Linked DNA regions of Mus musculus: region 1 is linked to region 2. The links are chromatin contacts, called in public HiChIP or PLAC-seq maps. All regions are on one chromosome and are shown on one strand. Each heading gives the region's core, a stretch centred on a gene start, on an enhancer-like site or on the middle of the called end of the contact. The rest is flanking DNA. Distances are from core to core; before and after follow the strand shown.

Evidence for each region. HiChIP or PLAC-seq counts read pairs in DNA pulled down with a chosen protein or histone mark.
Region 1: a contact with region 2 is called in an HNF4G HiChIP or PLAC-seq map of pancreatic cancer cells. The contact joins two enhancer-like sites. A contact is called at or near these places in 1 of 484 Hi-C or Micro-C datasets (embryonic stem cells) and 2 of 115 datasets of contacts at active chromatin or transcription factors (pancreatic cancer cells and stem cell-derived neural progenitor cells).

What each region holds. Positions count from the first base shown.
Region 1 is chr15:77,904,090-77,906,789 of GRCm38.p6, reverse strand. No RefSeq gene overlaps it. Among named protein-coding and RNA genes, the nearest start is that of Txn2, 24 kb to the left of the region's middle. Within about 2 kb of position 1,274, at least 201 of the 459 cell types and tissues checked have an H3K27ac peak or open chromatin away from gene starts, as enhancers often do. A contact at or near this core is called in embryonic stem cells and pancreatic cancer cells, where this site is marked.
Region 2 is chr15:77,342,390-77,345,089 of GRCm38.p6, reverse strand. No RefSeq gene overlaps it. Among named protein-coding and RNA genes, the nearest start is that of Gm41352, 30 kb to the right of the region's middle. Within about 2 kb of position 1,394, at least 122 of the 459 cell types and tissues checked have an H3K27ac peak or open chromatin away from gene starts, as enhancers often do. A contact at or near this core is called in embryonic stem cells and pancreatic cancer cells, where this site is marked.

The sequences.
Region 1 (2,700 bases), core at 25-2,524, 560 kb before region 2:
TAGCAGGCCGGCAGCAGCTGGGGAAGGCTAGGATCTGTGCAGTGAGCTGACCTTCCCTACCCACTCAGCGGAGCCTGACCTCCCAGCTCCTCTCTAGAGGCTGCATTTCCCAGCACTCGGCCGCCCCAGATGACTGGTCACGACCTTCCGGGCAGGAGGCCCTCGGACACCAACTCCTACTTAACATCAGACAGAGCAGGCCCAGGCTCAGCCAGGGTTGAGGTGTGGGGTTGGGTCAGCTCAGTGACTGAGTCAAGAAGAACTTCTCAAAAAATTCCAACGGACCACCAGCTTGCCAAGCAGGGGCTAACCGGCCCCGGGGAAGACACATAGTATGTCTACAACGCAAATGCTTGATCAGAAAGGTGAGCTGGTGGGTAGAAAAGTCAGGAAGAGGATACTGAGGGATGAGTGAGCAAGGCTGCGTGCAAGAGAATAGCAGCCTGTGGGGAGGGCAGCAGTACACAGACTGGAAACAGGGAACATCACGTGCAACCAGAAGCGGCAAGTTTCAAGGGTCTGTAGCATGTTGGCACGTGCCTCCAGTCTAGCACTCTGGAAGTAGAGACATGTAGGTCTCTTAGGAGTTCCAGACAAGCCTGGTCTACACAGGACAGCCAGAGCTACATAGTGAGACCCTGTCTCAAAAGGAAAACAAAAAGAGCCAGAGCCAGGGAGAGTGATGGTCTACGCCTATAATCTCTGAGTTCGAAGCCAGCCTGGTCTGTAGAGCTCTAGGACAGCCAGAGCTAAAAAAAAAAAAAAAAAAAAAAAGACGCTTAGGCCTGTATCCTGAGCTAAGAGATGTGAAGGATGTGAAGGACTTAAGAGTTGAGGCAGCAGAGAGTCGAATCAAACAGAGATCTGGATTGTTACGAAGCAGGGGAAGGTTTGAATGGAGATGGCAATAAAGTGACCAGTAGGTAGTCTCGGGGTGAACTTCCCTTGTGATTGGCGCGCCGAAAAGGATTAAATTAACCACACACTTCGGATGGAGCAAGGTCCTGGGCTCAATCTAAGGTTAGAGACTTCTTTGCGCCCTTAGAGAAAGTCTGTCCCGGTATACGGCAGACTGGGTTAGGGACAGTTCTCTCTGACTGTGGAGATTAGCTCTCTCCTGCCCTAGCTACCTAGTGAGCTCCTCGGCTGCTGCGAAATGAAGGTTAAATCGAAAAGCCAGCCAGCACCTTACTTAGCCTAGCCTGAAGAAGACAGGCACCGGATTTCTGTGCAGATTGAGCCCCAGGGGTGGGCTCGGCATGGGGGCGGAACCAGCAGGGTGGGATGCCCTGCCCTTTAGCGCAGCGCCTGCCCAAATAAGGCGAGCGGCCCGACCGCGCTCCTTCCCAAGGCCCCGCCTCCACCACAACTTGCTGGGAAGTGCAGCAAAATCCTGTCTCACTAAGGACTGTAAGAGCCTGGGGAAGCACGCTGGGCATCTGCCAGCATGTCCCCGGTACAGGACCTGAAAACCAGAACTAGCAGTGGGCCAGAGTGGGCTTAGTAGATGCTGGGGGTTACCTGAGAGCCTGGGGCCGGTGCAAAGAGCATTCTGTATGGCTGACCTGCAGAACTTCTGCCAGTGGCGTTGAACTCGCCTCTTTATTTCGTATTTGTATGGATGGCTGTTTTAACAGTTGTGAGCCATCATCATATGGATGCTGGGAACTGAACTCGGGTCCTCTGCAAGAGCAGCCAGTGCTCTTAATCGCTGAGCCATCTCTCCAGACCCGGGCTCCATTATTTCTCATATCTCAACCGCTCCTAAATAAGGTCGAGGAGAAAGACTAATAAGGCTAGGTTAAGTACAGCTCTTATTAGTAATCTCTCCTTTTAAGAAAAGAAGTCTCAAACTGGAAACCTTGGGACAGGAGATGGAGATAGGTCCGTTTGTGATGTAGCGTTTCTTTTTTGTTGGTTTGAGAAAGGGGCTCAGTATCTGCAGCCCAGCCTTGGATATACTATGTAGGAGTTCTGAATCGCTGATTGTTTCCACCTCCTAAGTACTGGAGATACAGGTAGCTTGTCTCTGGTTCTCCGGCTCCTCCGCCTACCCCCCACCCCCGCGCGGGCCTCTTCTCCCCTCCCCCAACACACACAGGAGAGTAAAGAGGAGGAAGAGGAAGCCCAGAACACAGTGCACACCGGCAAGCTTGCTGATGACCTTCAGGCTTGCTATGTGCACCTCCTGTGTCTACAAGCCATCACACCTGCTGAGAGAGCAAACCATCGGGCACCTCGTCCCTCTCCATCCATGGCAAGGAGGGAAGAGCGCCTGGAACCTGGCTGTGCCTCCGTGGGGCACACCTGCTACATACAGATGCTGGCACATCAGCACACTCCCTCTCAGCTGCCTCTAGACCTCTGGGTATGACAGCCTTGCTTCTCACTGCCCACCTGGTCCCAGGGCACCCAGAATCTGAGGGATTCTGAAAGCTAGGAATCTGACTCCCCTGAGTCTTGTGCCATTGATGTACTCCCACGGCCCCAGGACCTGCAGGAGAAAAGCCATGCTCTTCCCAGGGCATGCCTGCCATCTTTGGCATGCCAGGCCCAGGCCCCTCTGCTGCACTGTTTTAAACTGTATGGATTTTTTTTTTATTGTGTGTGACAACTTTCCATCATATGGATCCTGAGGAGTCATATGAAGGCTTCAAAGTCCTAAACCACTGAGTTATCTCTCCAACCTGTCTGCTGCAT
Region 2 (2,700 bases), core at 145-2,644:
GGCAGCCAGAATTCAAGGCAAGCCACGGATGCTGTGCCTGCATCTGGGACGTGACATTCCCTGGGGCCGCTGGGATTTGAGCTGTTTTCAAAGGCAGCAAAATCTATAAGGTCAGAGCCCTGCAAACCTGAGAGGAACTCCCTGAGCCAGAGAGAGGATCAGGGTCCCAGAGCTCCAGTCAACTGTGCCTGCGACCTCAGTGAGGTCGCTTGGCCTCTCTGACCCTTGATGTCTTCATTGGAAAAATAGGGAAGATAATGTATTCCATGTGCCCTAGAGCCACACTGTCCTTAGTCTAACAGACAACTCACAAGCTGCCTGGGATCCTCCAGGCAGGATAGTAGAAGTACATGACCCAGCTTTGTGCATACTCTCACACACATGGAGAAGGCCGATCTTTGGGAGGGGGAGCCTTAGTTTTCCTGCCCTCGGGGCAACACAAGCCTTTTGAAAGGCCCACCCAACCTAGGGCTCAGGATGTGAGCACACTCGTAAAGGCTGGGGTCACACCCTGATCTCTAACCTTTGTCCTCAAACTTGAGCCCAGGGAAGACAGTGGCTCTACTCCATTTTGGTGACACTAGAGAAGGCCTGGGAACAACTATAAAACTGGACCAAGGAGGCTGGATTAGCTCCGTCCTCCAGCCCCTTTAGCCCCTCTCCCTTTCCGCGGGTGTCTCTGCCTTCTGTCAGGCCGGCCTCTTTTGGATCTGTTTCAGGAATGCTGGTAACTGGAGATTCTCCACCTTGATCCTGCCTCCCAAACACACTGAAAAAGAAACATGCCCGCTGCCACAATAGCACAGCCTAGGAGGAAGTTGCCGGCCATGGATAGAGCTGGAAGGGGAGGACCCCGAGAAAAAGGGCAGGCTCTTCCAGACCCAGCCTATATTCTCTGAGCCTGTCCGGCTTTCCTGCCTTTCCAAACCTTCCCGATCTTTCCTTTGGCTCTCAGGTACAGAGAGGGAAGTGTGGAGGGGGTATCCTCTGCTCCCGTAACCCTTTCCTCCCTCCCTCTGGGCCCTAAGGCTCCAGAAGCCTTTCCTTTATGCTGGTAACAGTGACAATTACGGTGGCGACTAGCCAGTGAGCAGCTGCCCCTTCCCACCATGTCCCATCCCCTGCCACCCTGAGATATCTTGACAGGCTCCCCATATCACAGAAAGCGAGCCAAGACCTAAGAAAGTCAAGTGATTTATTTGTTCAGGCACAAAGCCAGGACAGCTCAGAGCCCTTGGTTTCCTGAGCCCCAGACCTTTTTGCTGTGTCTCCACGCGACCTAGGGAGAACATCTGGCCACATTAGGGGCAAGAAAAAGCTATGGGGCTATCCATCAAGGGAGGGGCAAGTGTCATCCGCTCAGGAAACCCTGATAGAAGGCACTTCCTACACGGTCTCCGGGCAAGGGAAGCTGGGCAGGTCCGCTTCCTACAGGGTCAGAGGGGGCTCCAGGCAAGGGAAGCAGGGCAGGTCCGCTGGCAGAGCGCCCCCTGCTGGATTCTCCCCTGTGGTTCCAGCCTCACCCACCGCTTTTCTTTTGTGGGATCCTTGCCGCATACCCAGAAGAGGAACGATGTCAGCAGTTTGCAGTCCACTGTTTCCCCCCACCGCCTCTCTATGGTTCCAGTGTCAGCTTAGCTCTTACCATGCGCTCTGCAAGCCTTCCCATCCCCACCTTGACAGGCTGAAGCCCAAGAGATGAGGAGAGGCAGAGAGTATCATGGCCGTGGAATACTGAGAGGAAACCCGTTACCCCTGCAGCGTGGAACAGCAAAGCATCTCCATCTCCAGGCTCTTCTCGTGCGCCTTCCTTCATTTCTTCTCCTGTCCCTTATCCGCTCCAAATGTGGCCCCAACAGGAAAGGCAGACAACTGCATGAACAAGATTGACTGACTGGATTTGCCCCCATCAGGACAGGAAGTCCCTAGACAGACATACAATGGGTCTCTGTAGAGGAGGCAGACAATGGAAGTATTAATAGGAACACGTTTTGTCGCTACCGTTGACCGGCATCGCTGAAGCGCTGACTGGCATTTGCTGTCCCACTCAGTACCATAAGCTCAAGTTATAAACGCCCGGAGTCAAGGAGCGAAAGGGATTGAATGCCTGCCCTGATCTTGGCTGTGTGACCTTAAGCAAGTAACTTAACCTTTCTGAGTCTCAGACTTCACATCTATAAAATGAGGAGGGGAAAAAGAAAAAGATTCCCTTCCAGCCTTCCTCAAAATATCGCTGCTAGGACAAAGTAATATGTAAAATAGATGCAGACATCCACTGTAAACTCTGTGAGCATGGACATCACACATGCACTCTGTAAGCTCTATGGCCATATACCTCACATTACTTTCTACTTCATCTTCCAAAGTGTCTCCGCTGCCCCCAGCTAATTCCCGTCCTGCGTCTCCAGTTCTGATCTCGGACTTTCTCCTCTGTGGTCTGAATTGCAGCACCAGGTGGGAGGAGGAGTGCAGAGGACTCAGGACAGGGTGTGGGGGGAGGGGAGACATGGACAGGACAGGGGAAGGGAGGTGGGGGCTTCTGAGGTCTTAGGCCTTGGTTTGCTGGCTCCGTTGCTTCTGCCTATGCAGAGCAGAGAACACCTCGGGAGGGTACAATGATGGACTTCCTGATGGTCAGTCAAGATGCTGAAAAACCCGAAAGAAAGTGGATGGGTGTAAGATACCCCTTGCTAGGGCACG